4 separate regions of the Mus musculus genome follow, and all the other regions are linked to region 1. A link is a contact called in public HiChIP or PLAC-seq data. All regions are on one chromosome and are shown on one strand. The core of a region is the stretch at or near the end of the contact, and the rest is flanking DNA. Distances in the headings are between cores, read along the strand shown.

The links. HiChIP or PLAC-seq counts read pairs in DNA pulled down with a chosen protein or histone mark.
Region 2: an H3K4me3 HiChIP or PLAC-seq map of forebrain shows a contact between it and region 1, with 4 times the contacts expected there. The contact joins the promoter of Ttll1 here to the promoter of Sult4a1 in region 1. A contact is called at or near these places in 2 of 115 datasets of contacts at active chromatin or transcription factors (embryonic forebrain and forebrain).
Region 3: an H3K4me3 HiChIP or PLAC-seq map of forebrain shows a contact between it and region 1, with 7 times the contacts expected there. The contact joins the enhancer-like site here to the promoter of Sult4a1 in region 1. A contact is called at or near these places in 8 of 39 promoter capture datasets (cranial neural crest, embryonic stem cells, frontonasal cranial neural crest and 5 more), 2 of 15 datasets of contacts at CTCF or cohesin (hippocampal excitatory neurons and large pre-B cells), 21 of 484 Hi-C or Micro-C datasets (the HL-1 cell line, LSK cells, bone marrow-derived macrophages and 13 more), 12 of 115 datasets of contacts at active chromatin or transcription factors (bone marrow-derived macrophages, craniofacial prominence, embryonic basal ganglia and 8 more) and 2 of 9 other capture datasets (embryonic stem cells and liver).
Region 4: an H3K4me3 HiChIP or PLAC-seq map of stem cell-derived neural progenitor cells shows a contact between it and region 1, with 2.7 times the contacts expected there. The contact joins the promoter of Prr5 here to the promoter of Sult4a1 in region 1. A contact is called at or near these places in 5 of 39 promoter capture datasets (the 3T3-L1 cell line, the HPC-7 cell line, HPC-7-derived erythroid cells and 2 more), 1 of 15 datasets of contacts at CTCF or cohesin (large pre-B cells), 10 of 115 datasets of contacts at active chromatin or transcription factors (embryonic basal ganglia, embryonic forebrain, embryonic hindbrain and 6 more) and 4 of 9 other capture datasets (adipose tissue, embryonic stem cells, liver and 1 more).

Annotation. Positions count from the first base shown.
Region 1 is chr15:84,104,393-84,107,641 of GRCm38.p6, reverse strand. It overlaps Sult4a1 (sulfotransferase family 4A, member 1), which reads left to right and starts at 1,888. Exons shown (of 7, transcript NM_013873.3): 1 at 1,888-2,211. The coding sequence starts at 2,043. Gm46526 (a long non-coding RNA gene) reads right to left here and starts at 2,801. Exons shown (of 2, transcript XR_001781726.2): 1 at 891-2,801.
Region 2 is chr15:83,509,417-83,512,395 of GRCm38.p6, reverse strand. It overlaps Ttll1 (tubulin tyrosine ligase-like 1), which reads left to right and starts at 1,489. Exons shown (of 12, transcript NM_178869.4): 1 at 1,489-1,662.
Region 3 is chr15:84,638,065-84,641,355 of GRCm38.p6, reverse strand. No RefSeq gene overlaps it. Among named protein-coding and RNA genes, the nearest start is that of Gm34201, 12 kb to the right of the region's middle. Within about 2 kb of position 1,350, at least 83 of the 459 cell types and tissues checked have an H3K27ac peak or open chromatin away from gene starts, as enhancers often do. A contact at or near this core is called in brown adipocytes, cerebral cortex, craniofacial prominence and 4 more, where this site is marked.
Region 4 is chr15:84,679,527-84,682,541 of GRCm38.p6, reverse strand. It overlaps Prr5 (proline rich 5 (renal)), which reads right to left and starts at 1,544. Exons shown (of 8, transcript NM_146061.4): 1 at 1,223-1,544. The coding sequence starts at 1,359.

The sequences.
Region 1 (3,249 bases), core at 639-3,138:
ACCCTTTCCTGCCCATGCTGATTTGGGTCAGGCATTCAACACGGTAATAAAAAGGCAAATCAGGGAGCCGGAGCAATGGCTCAGTGATTAAGAACACTGGCTGCTCTTCCAGAGGACCTGGGTGTGGCTTCGAGCATCCACATAGGGGTTCCTGACTGTCTGTAACTCCAGCTCCAGAGTGTATCCTCTTTCCTCCTGGATACCAGGTGCACAGAATATGTCCAGGCAAAACACCCATACAGGTAAGTAAGTAAATAAATAAATAAACAAACGGGAGCAGACTAGGGCATTCATCACGCATGAGAAATACATTCTCCACCCCTCTGTGGCAGGATTCTGCTCAGTGCGGACACTGCTAACACCTCAGATGCCTCCAGCATTTGTCCACTGCGTTGAAACCGAGTGAAGCCGTGACTGACACAGCCAAGACGCTTTCTTTAAAATTACAAAAAAAATAAAAAAAAAAATAAAAGAAAAGAAAAAAAAAGAAAAGAAAAAAGGAAAAAAAAAGAAAAAAAAGCAACACATTTTACATTTATTTCGTGTGTCGTTAGTATGCAAGTTGATGTGTATGTGAAGGTCAAAGGTAAGTTTGTGGGAGTATTCCCCTTTCACTATGTGGGTTCCAGGAGTGAAGCTGAGGTTGTCAGGCTTGGCAGCAAGCGCTTTACCCACTGAACCATCTTGTCAGCTCCAGGATGCATTCTTAGCACCATGAATTCCGGTCTATATGTTCTCTTCTTACTCAGAGGGGCTCTTCCTTGCCTCTTACTCTTCACTTCTCAGGGATCGCACCTGAAACAATGTTACTGGGGCCCAGAGCCCCTTTGTGTCACCCCAACTGCTCCCCCAAGATGCCCTTCAGTGTGGAAAACCAGAAGGTCCCATACCTACTCTCTGTATCCAGACAGGTCTGTGCATCTCCCGTGCTAGAGAGAAAAAGGAGACAGTTTTCTCTGCCCCTTTCTTAGGCTCTCATGTATCCTAAGCTAGCGTCAAATGCACGATGTAGCCGAGGCTGGCCTTGAACTCTTGATCTTCTTGTCTCCACTCTCCAGTTGCTGGGATCACAAGTGTGCCGCAAGCCCAACTTTTGTTTGTCTGTTTCCCTTTTCTCCAGTGCTGGGGAACTGACCCCAGGGCTTCCCGAGAGGGAGGAGCTCTACTCCTAAGGGGTTTCCCAGACCCTTGGGTTCTTGTTAGCTGCTTTCCCCAGATGTGGCTCCTGGAAATAGGATTCCCATTGTCAAGGATGGGACCTGGACAGGTGGCGGGCGCCACCTGGAGGGTCCTCTCTGGGGGATTTCCTGAGGGCGCATCTCTGCTGGGGTCCCCTCTACCTGAGGTCCTTTTTGCCTGGGGGCGGGGATGTCCACTCTTGGGTTCCTCTCTGCCGAGGGTCTTCTCGGCATGGGAGTTTCCTCTCTGGAGGAGGGGGGATCGCCTCTGTTTGGGGTGTCCTCGGGGAGGGGGCCTCTTCTCAGCCTGGAGATTTCTCTGCCAAGCGTCTGGTCTCTGCCTGGAAGGGCCCACTCTGGGGTTTCTATCTGCAAGGGGAATCCTCTGCTGATGGTCTTCTCTGCTTGTGGGGTGGGGGTGGGAGTCCTCTCTGCCTGGAGGTTTTCTGTCTTGGGTTTCTTTTCTTGGGGCCTCTCTGCCGGGGTTCTTCCTGGGGGGAGTTCTCTCTGGCACTTGATTGCAGGCTCTCTAAACGCTGCCTTTGTCAGCCGCGCTCTGATGCGGGCTCTTCCATCTCTGGCATCAGAAGCTTCTGGAGGTGCGGCTTCCCGGACCCCGAGGCTCGCCCTGGGTCTGCGCAGACGCCTCCTTTTTTGCTCTAGGGTGTGGGGACCCTGACCTGCCACGCATGACTGACAGGCAGTGATACGGACCCGACGCACCTTTGCGGCAGGCGCGGGGCCTCGGCAACCGACGTCAGGGGCGCGGCGTGCGTGGGTGCGGCCATGACGTCATGCCCGCGGAGCCCCGCGCCGGCGCCGTGACGTCACGCCCTGGAGCTGCGGGCCGGGCCGGGCGGCGGCATGGCGGAGAGCGAAGCGGAGACCCCGGGCACCCCGGGCGAGTTCGAGAGCAAGTACTTCGAGTTCCATGGCGTGCGGCTGCCGCCCTTCTGCCGCGGGAAGATGGAGGATATCGCCGACTTCCCCGTGCGGCCCAGCGACGTGTGGATCGTCACCTACCCCAAGTCAGGTGAGCCGGGAACCCCACGCCGTACCGGTCGCTCGCGCGGCTGTGTGACCTTGGGCAGGTCGCTCAGCCTCTCTGTGCCCTAGTCCTGTCCGGCTCCCCGTGTGATGAGGGCAGTGGGCGCGCCTCCAGTGTGGGCTCTGTGGGGGATGGGACCGCCCTCCGCTGCCCCTGTATGCTGTTTACAGGCCGACTGTCACCAGGCGGGACCTGGGCACCTGGGTCCCCAGCAGCCGTGTAAGGTAGAGCTTCTAGGCAGAGGATCAGAGAGGGGAGGAGGCTTGTCCAAGGTCACACAGCTGGGCTGAGATCTGAGCCACTCAGTTCTCCAGGCCTGGTGTAGAGATGGCTGTGTGGTGCCTTTTCTGGGGTCTGTAGGACAAGCTCAGCCGGTTCTCCTGTCCCTGTAGGGCGTCCTTGTGACCATTGTCCTGCAGGCTCAGGTAGTTGAGAAGGTGTCCATCACCCCGAGGTATCCAAGCAGGCGGTTACAGGAGAAAATATAAGCAGGGCATCTCCCGGGGTGGAGTCCGGGTTTCCTGGGCAGCTGCCCATCATCCTCACAGAGAGTGGTGGGCGCTCTCAGGGGAGGAGTTGGGGTGCAAAGGCCCTGGGGTCAAGTCCAGGTGTAGGCACTGACCCACCACTGGGCATACAGCCAGCTGGGCTGTCCTGAAAAGGCATGTCAGGAGACAAGCCAGGCTGAGTGAGGCTGCAACCACCCCACAGTCCCACCCCTGGGTCCCTGCTGGCTTTAGCTAGGGTTGCCTTTTGGAGAACTCTCTATGTGCTGGTCATTCCGCTGGGTGCTCCACATCTGGGTTAGTGGCTGTACCTGGTGTTGTCTTTTTTGGTTTAGTGCCTGGGATGAACCCAGGGCCTTGTGGCCCTATGGCTCATGTATGCCCTGCCTCTCAGCTGGGTGCCCAGCCTCAGGGTGGTACTTAAGGAGGCATCATGGCTGTGTCCTCGCTACAAAGGGTATGAATGTGCCCGTGGGTAAAAGAAGATTCTAGTTCCCTCCCTAGACCCTGGAATTGT
Region 2 (2,979 bases), core at 240-2,739, 590 kb after region 1:
GGTGGCTCACGCCTTTAATCCCAGCACTTGGGAGGCAGAGGCAGGCGGATTTCTGAGTTCGAGGCCAGCCTGGTCTACAGAGTAAGTTCCAGGACAGCCAGGGCTACACAGAGAAACCCTGTCTCAAACAAACAAACAAAACAAAACAAAAAACAAACAAACAAAACAAAACATACCGTCTGGACAAATGCTTCAAATCCTTTGGGAGGGCCCCTTGTTGTCACTACATGCCGAATGAAATGTTCACATTACATTACAACTTCAGAAACACGAGTTAATCGTCATCTCTGATTTCTGGATGGCAAAGTGGAGTGTCAGTAGGAGACAATGGCTAACCCTGCCCCGCACCTGCTTGGCCTCCAGATGCCTAGCTCAGTCTGTCATCTTGTATCCTGTCTTTTTTTTTTTTTTTTTTGGACTTAATTTTCATTTTTAAATTTTATTCGTGTGTGTGTGTGTGTGTGTGTGTGTATGTTTAGCCTACACATATTTCAATGCACCATATGCGCAGTTAACAGAAGGTTGTGAGCCACTATGTGGGTGCTGGGTATTGCCCTTCTTTGGAAGAGAAGTCAGTGCTCTTAACTGCCAAGCCATCTCTCCAGTCCTATTTTTATGTTTTTATCATGCGTGTGTGCACGAATGTTTTTTACATGTGTGCAGGGGCCCATGGAGGCCATTGGCTTCCGGTTTCTGATCCCGAGTTGGAGTTACATGCAGGTGGTTGTGGGGAGCCTGGCATGGGTGCTGGGAACTGAACGTGGGTCCTATGCAATAACACAGCACGTTTTTTTAAACCTCTGAGCCAATTTCCAGATTCTTTTTTTTTTTGGTTTGTTGGTTTTTTTTTTTTTGGTTTGTTTTTTGTTTTTGTTTTTCGAGACAGGGTTTCTCTGTGTAGCCCTGGCTGTCCCGGAACTCACTCTGTAGACCAGGCTGGCTTCGAACTCAGAAATCCGCCTGCTTCTGCCTCCCAAGTGCTGGGATTAAAGGCATGCGCCACCACTACCCGGCTTCACTAATTTCTTAATAACATTTATTGTGTGTGGGCGTGGGGAGGGGGTGCGTTCAACATGGCACACGAGTGGAGATCAAAAGACTACTTGTAGGTATCTGTTCTCTCCATCCATCACATATGTAGGTCCCGGGAGTCGAACTGAGCTGATAAGGCTTGGCTGCAAGCACCTTTATCCGCTGGCCCTGGCCCTTACAACTCTCATTTCTGGCCCTGAAGGGTGCGCGGATAGGATACCTTGCGCTTTCTAGCCTCTAAGCGGTGGATAGATAACTCGCAGAAAAATACCGAGGCAGGAAAGAAGGTGTCACAACCATGGACAGAAAAAATAATCAGGAAGCAGTAGCGCCAGCGGTTTTCGCGTTCTCGGTTGCTAGGACACCTCTCCGGAAGTGGAGTGAGCAAGGCGGACTGGTTGCAGTAGAGAGGACGGGCGGGCGGGGTCTTGTGCGCCGTGGGCGTGGCCGCGCGTGGAGATTGCGCACGCGCAGGCGGGCTTGCCCGTGAAGGATCCGGGCGGTTTAGCTTCTGCTACCCAGTCCGTGTCTCCGCTGCTCAACGTCGTTTTCTCTGTTGATATCCTGGGACTTGCCTTGTGCCTTCAACTGCTGTAATTGCATCATTATCTTTCTTACCGGCTATTCTAGGTAGGCTTTCAGTGCATCCACAGCCTGTATTGTTTGAGGTGGCATCTGTTGGGGGAGGTTGGGGGGCGCCGCACCTGTACGGGGAGCTCAAGGCTGCTCTACTTGCTCCTCTGCAAGACTGCACCGACCCGAGATGTTGCCCTCTTTGTTAGGAGGGGGATCTGGGAGTTGTGGTCCTCTGTGGAGCCCGGGCGGGGTGGGGTGGGGGGGGGGTGTTGCAGGGACTGCGTCCTCAACTGGACGCAGGAAGTATAGCCTTGCAAACCAAGTTGGTCTTGGTAAAACAGGCTTTGTTTGGGAAACACTTAATGAGCATAAAACAGTGATGTCATATGGCGGCACAAAAAGAGAAGCCCTGCTGTGCTGTCAATGAATGGGAGATACTAGTAGACAGCCACTTTAGGTCATGGCACTGTCTACCTACAGTGGTGTGGAGAGGAGTGGAGGTCATGGATGTGCAGTATTATATACTATTTTCTTTATTTAAATAGTCTTCATTATTTAATTTTTAATTATGTGTATATGTTTGTGTCTCAGTGCGCGGGGGTGGGGGTGGGGGTGCACGTGAGTGTAAGTGCTGGTGGAAGCCAGAAGAGGGCGTATGGGAGCTCCTTGGAGCTGGAATTATATACAGAAGGTTGTGTGCTGAGTGCTGAGGACCAAACTTATGTCCTCCGCAAGAGCAGGACTGGGTCTTACAGCTGAGCCATCTCTCCAGCCATTTAGGTCTTATTTTCTTAGAGATAGCTTCCCCCCGCCCCTTTCATTGAAAGCTTGTTGGAAAAGAATATAGATACTGGGAATCCTGGTGTCGTCGTGACGTCACTGACCCTGATTTGTAAAAATGTCAAAGTGTGGGAAGCAGGGACCTTGCTTTCTGAGGCTGGACACAGAAGGGTGATGAGACTCTGGTGAGTTCTCATCTTGCTGTTCCTAGGAAGGCTGCCTTGACTCCTGTCTGCGGCTGTGATCACAGCAGAGGTTGAAGCTCTTTGGAGTACTCCAACAAGCAAGTGTTCTGAGCTGCCCATCTTCCCCCGAGTCGCATTCTGCATGTTCCTAGGAAGCCAGGTCTTTATAGGTGATTGTTGCTGGTTTCTCCACCATGGAGGGCTGGGCTTCCTCTCATTCACTGACTGGCTTGAGTAGCACTTATCTGCTCCTCCACAGAGGGAATTTATTTGGGGGTTTCATGTAGCTCCGGGCTGGCCTGGAATTCCCTATGTAGCTGAGGATGACCTTAGATTTTTGATCCCCTTGCCTCTGTTTCCCAAGCACTGGGATTGCAAGCCAGTGCCACCATGCAGGACTCCACTT
Region 3 (3,291 bases), core at 101-2,600, 530 kb before region 1:
GACAAGGGAGAGAGGGCAAGGGCATTTGTCCCAGAGTCGAGAGGCACAGGTCTGCCTCTGGATAGTGAGAAGGCAGACGTGGCCCTTAGGCAAATGGCAGTTTATGAAGATAAAAGGGGGAAACCCTGCGTTAGGATGCAGTGTTTAATTTTGATTAGGCAGGTTAACTAGGTGAGCCAAAGCTTTCGATTGCTGGATGTCAATACTTTGATAGCTGGACCTTGGTAGTCAGTCAGCCTCAGGACAAGTAGACAAATAAGCGAATAGACTTTGGTGGCCAGCTTTAGGAATGCGAGGCAGAGGGCATGGGAGAGAAGGGCAAGGCCTGACAGAACTATGTGTGGCGTGCTCCGGCTGGCTAGAGTCCCTTCTCTGTCTGCAAGGGGCTCTGACAAGGGTCTGGTTGTGCACATTGGTACAGTTCTCTAGGTTTTGACTCACAGCCCAGGCTGGCTTGAGCTTGCAGTCTTCTGTTTCAGCCTCCACAGCAGTGGGGTTACTGGATATATGCCACCATGCTCAATTCCCCTGGACGCTATTATAGAGTCCTTCCAGTTCACTGTTGCCGGTGTTCAGGAGTGGTGTTCTGGGCCAGAGATAGTGCTGAGGTAAAAGGCATAAGCCACCCACTCAATGCAAAGATTGTTAAAAAAAAAACGATTTTAATTTTATGTGCATTGGTGTTTTGCCTGCATGCCTGTCCGTCTGGGGGTATCAGATCTTCCAGAACTGGAGTTATGGATGGTTGTGAGCTGACATGTGGGTCCTGGGATTTGAACCCTGGTCCTGTGGAAGGACAGTCAGTGTTCTGAACCGCTGAGCCTTCTCTCTATCTAGCCCTTGATGCCGAGATTTTAGAACGTCAACATCAAGCCCAGTTTGTGGCTCACAATTAGAACCAGAAAATAGGTTCTCCTCAGTGCAGTGAATGCAGTGTGCCAGTGCTGACTCCCCTCAGGGTCCTCACAGCAAGTTGACAAAAGTGTGTGTGTGTGTGTGTGTGTGTGAGAGAGAGAGAGAGAGAGAGAGAGAGAGAGAGAGAGAGAGAGAGAGAGAGTGCCTGTCTGTCTCCAAGCCCAGCCTAGTCCTCACCCATGGGGGCATGTCCATATCTAGCTGAAGAATGACTATTGAGGAACACAAATGAATGACAGAGGCTCCCTGGTGTCCCCTCCCTGGTGTGTCTCTCCCTGGTGTCCCCTCTCTGGAGTCCCCTCCCTGGTGTCTCCTCCCTGGTGTCCCCTCCCTGGTGTCCCCTCCTTGGTGTCTCCTCCCTGATGTCTCCCTCCTGGTGTCCCCTCCCTGGTGTCCCCTCTCTGGAGTCCCATCCTTCGTTCCTCAGCCACAGCTGGCAGAAGCTCAAAGACTGAGCAGTGTCCACTGGCCAGCTGCACTCTGACCCTTGCTCTCCTGAGTGGCCTCTCAGCCCATCTGGAAGCAGAAGGGCCTGCCCCCAGGGCCCCAAGCCTCCAAAGTGGGAACAGATATCTCCAGTCACTTAGACTGTGAGGAAGCCCAGGCCCCTATCTCTCCTCAGCCTCCAAGCCAAGCAGTTCTGGGAGGGGACAGTTAATTTGAAAAATGTTTCCATGGTTGAATGGAAACTTCTGCTGGGCAAAGGGAAGAAAGGAATTGTTAACGAACTACAGAAGCCCAGGGCCTTTCATCTTCAGTTCTTGGAAGAGCCAGACTGTTCTGGCCTGGAACAGCGTGTTCTCCCAAATAGCCCAGGCACAGCCAGCCAGGGAGCACGGGCTTTGGAAGATGACCACAGAGTGGCCATCACCAACCATCCCGGATGTGCACATGTCCTGTCTTGTGACCCTCTTTTGTGTGCTCATTTAAAGAGGGTCCAGAAGCTGGGACTGCACTTTGGACCCGGGTCCCTGGGAATTCTAACCACACAGGGTTTACCCTGAAAGCGAGCCTCAGACAGCTCAGAGGAACTTAGCCGTTTAGGTCAGGGACGAACGCCATAGAGGAAGAATCAGCCAGGCAGGGCCTGGTAGAGGTTCACCCTGGGTCTCTGGCAGCAGCTTAAATGTCTGCATTTTCTGGAGGCCCATCTGGCTGCAGAGTTCAGGAAGTCAGAGGACCGAGTGGGGCTCAGGGAACTTCTGGGATGTGGGAAGAGGTTTACACTGTCTACTGGAGCACAGCTCATAACTGCAGGAAGGCATACTCACACTCAAAGTTCATCTTGAAGTTAGAAATGCCAATGCTGAATAGAATGCATGGGGGGGGGTGTGGGCATGTGTGTATGTGTGTGTGGCTGTGTGTGTATGTGTGTGTGTCTATGTGTGTGTTAGGGTGTGTGTGTGTGTGTCTGTGTGTGTTAGGGTGTGTGTGTGTGTCTGTGTGTGTGTCAGGGTGTGTGTGTCTGTGTGTATTAGGGTGTGTGTGTGGCTATGTGTGTTAGGGTGTGTGTCTGTGTGTGTTAGGGTGTGTGTGTGTCTGTGTGTGTGTTAGGGTGTGTGTGTGTGGCTGTATGTGTTAGGGTGTGTGTGTGTGTGGCTGTGTGTGTTAAGGTGTGTGTGTGTGTGTTAGGGTATGTGTGTGTGTCTGTGTGTTAGGGTATGTGTGTGTGTGTGAAGTTAGGGATGTGGGTGAAGCATTGGCTTTTGTCTTATGTTTCTCTCCCTGGTTGTGACAAGATACCAGACAGTAGCTGCTTAAGAAGGAGGGGTTTGTTCTGCCTCACAGTTTGAGACACAGGGGGTGTTGCAGGCCTTGGGTCACACTGTGAGCTCAGCCAGGAAGCAGAGAGACATGTGACCTTTTCCTCTTTCAGTCTGAGATGCCAGCACACAAAGGCTTCTGCTGCCTGTTAAGGGTGGGCCTTCTCATTTCAGTTAAACTTCTCTGAAAACACACACACACACACACACACACACACACACTTTCCCCACAACTTCTTCACCCTCACATACACACACATGCATACATGCACACACAGAAACATAAACACACGCGCGCACACACACACACACAGACACACACAGACACACTCGGAGATGGTCTCCCAGGAGATTCTAAATCCTGTCAGGCTAACTATAAAAATGAATCCTCACAGGCTGTCTTAGTCAGTGTACTCAGTGTTCTACTGCTGTGAAGAGACACCAAGACCATGGCAACTCTTATAAAGGAAAGCGTTTAATTGTGGCTTGCTTACAGCATCAGAGACTTAGCTTATTATTGTCAGGTGGAAGAGCATGGTGGAGCACAGGCAGACTTGGCGCTGTAACAGTTGAGAGTTCTACATCCAGATCTGGAGGCAGCATGAAGAGAGAG
Region 4 (3,015 bases), core at 295-2,794, 580 kb before region 1:
CGCCATCAAAGCCCTCTGAGCCAGAGGCCCCCAGATGGGGTGAAAGGGTCCCCACAAAATTGCTTCTAGTAACTTCCGAGACACTACTCTCTGAATGTTCCTAGACTTGAGTTCTGAGTTACAGGGTAGACCTACTGTGTGCCAGAACTCATGCTCACAGCCTGATTACACATCTTCACATTTACTCCAACAACAGTCACTCACCCATATTATTAATAAAGAAACTGAGGACCAGAAGTGGAAAACCAACTGCCTAGGGCCACACAACAGAGGAGTGGAGTTGAAATCTGAGCCAAAAGTCAGCATGGCTCCACTAAACCCTGGCCAGAGACAAGGAAGGGGACGAAGAGAGTGGTTGAGCAGTTCTGGGGAAAAGGAGTCTTCCTTCTCTCACAGTTCTGCTCCCAGCCCAATGAGGAGACCGGTGTAGGCCCAGCAGAGAGGGAAACTAAGGTAGGTAGTCTCAGCTCTCAGGCAGGCTGCAGCTTAGTGGAGGAACTTAGGGTCCCTGCTGGCAGCCGGGTGCCCCCCCCCCCCGATTGCTCTCAGACTAGATGAACAGAAGACATGTGTCCAAGTGACAGCCGTGTCCCTAGTGGCAGACCACAGAGGGTGAAGAACCTGGCAGGATTTCTCTGCCAGGTGGAGGGGTGGAGTGGAGAGCCAGCATCCACAAACCTCCCTCAATCCGTGTTTTACTTTGGATGGAAATACTTTTTTTTTTTTTTAATTTTTCCTTAAGGGCCAAGAGGAGACCCACCGGGGAACTATGGCTAAAAGAACTATCTGTGACTGGTTGAGAACACAGCTGGGGGAGGGGCTTCCCACGCCCGGCTGGTCCTGGATGGGCCTCCGGAAGGGTCCGGTAAGGAATGTCTGGCAGCTGGCGCACCCCCGCGGACAGCTGGGAGGCCCGGGGTCCAACTCAGGGAAAGCCACCGCCCACCCCGCGCCGAGGGCCCGACACGCATACAGGAAGTGCAGCGGCGCCCCGCCGGGGGCCCGCGAGGTTCAAGTGCGCCCCTGCGAAGTGGGGGCTCAGAGGCCTCCTGCTCCCCGGCCGCCCACCCACCCACCCACCCCCGGGGAGCGATCGTGGGCTCTAGCCGCTGACACGTTGCACTCACTTCCCTCCCCGCGCACGGCCCGGCGGCGGGGCGAGCTGCGCGCAAAGTGGCGCGGTGCGGTCTCCGGCCACGCCGCTCCGGGCTGCGCGCCTTACCTGTTCCAGGTGGCGTTGGCGCAGGCCCGGCGCTGCTGCGTGCCCCGCTCGTCCGTACCCGCCGCGCCCGGCTCCCTCTTGCCCAGGTCACTGAGGCTGGGCGAACTCATGAACTTCAACCTGCGGAGAGTCCTCATGCTCACCCCGGCCCACACGCGCCCCCGCGTCCCCTACGACGATAGTCGGCGGCTAGCAGCAAGCCCGGCGACCCCGTGGGGTCCCGCCCGGGTCCTGCGCCCCCGCCCGGGGCAGCACTCCCAGCGCGGGGCCCTGTGAACCATGGCTCGCGGCGGCTCAGCGTGGAGCGCTCGGAGCGCAAAAGCAGGCCGGGGGCGGGGCCTCCAGCCTGGGCGGGGCCATAGTGGGCGTGGTCTCCTGTTGGGAGGGCGGGGCCGGCGTCTTGGAGCCCTCTGCGGCCAAAGGGCCAGCTCAAGGGGCTGGCTCCTTTGCTCTCAGCCACCTCCCTTCTTCCCTTCGGAAGCCACCACACAGGAGCCACAGAGCAGTTCAATCCCAACTGTCCACCCGGCACCCAACCAACCCTGTGGTCACACACACACCATGCACAGGGACTCATAGGCTCCCATTAACGTCTCTTGAACTCACTCCCTCTCCAGACACCCATCCCAGGAGGAAAGGCTGTGCCCACAGAGATCTATCCAGACCCCTTCACGTGGACACAGGCTCCGCCCACTGCGGATCAAAGCTTTCTGCCGGGTGCCTCAGCCATCAGCCCCACCCCACCTGAGTTTAGCATGACCAGGCTGTCCTAGAGCCTTTTCTCGGGGGAGGGGCCAGGGACTAGGGTCCTCTCAGGCCGGTACCTTGGATGATTGACTGGCCAGAGGGGTTGTTGCACCGAGAGTTGAAGGAATGGAGGACAGTGGCACCCCCTGAATCCCAGATCCCCTTGTATGGTAGAAGTCAGAGTGTCTCCTCAATCCTGGTGACTTAGGCACAAGGCAAAATGATCCTAGGACAGGACAGCCCTGGGGCATTGAGGCAAATTTGAATTCTACCTGCTGGGAATGTTGTGGGGGCACCCAGGGCAAAATAATCTCTCCCGGGTTCTGCCACCAGAACATGGCAGGCTGGACCAAGGCTCACGAACACACAGTGCCCCTGACACCCCAGCTCCTGACACACAGCCTCCTTCAAGCAAGATCTGGGAGTCCCACTCGTTTTGCCTGCCACTTCCAAGCACAGCCCCAGGTGACTTGCAGGAGAGTAGAGTCATGGTTCAACTCCCACCATCAGCATTTCCTAACCAGCCACTGTGTACTGGACACCCCCACATGCCTGTCTTAGGAGGCAAGGATCAAACAGACAACTCCTTGTTCGCAAGAACTCTCACAGAGCCGAAGGCCACTCAACCTATTGTGAAATGGCAGCCAGGGCAGGGAAGGGCTGGGCTGCTCCTACCTCCTTCATTCAGTCAATGGCCCCAGTGAGGACCTGACTTGGGGGTCAACAGCAGATGAATTTTCCAGTCTCCAAACAACAGGCACCAGCTTTCTGAACCAAGTCAAGGAACCCAGGTCTGGGAGGATGCGGCATTCAGGTGGGGGTGTAGAAACTGCTCACTCAGGTGTACAGTGGTGGTCAGCATGGCTGGGGGGAGGGGAGGGGAGGGGAGCGGAGGGGAGGGGAGGGCTGTCATTGCTCCATAGCACTAGCCTTGTGGCTAGTCCTATGTCCCGGGTGGGTGCTCTCCATCCCTGGAGCAGCTGTAAGCTTTGGGTGAGTCACTTCTCAAAGGCTTCAGTTTCCTGTGTTTTGGAAAGTGAAGGCCA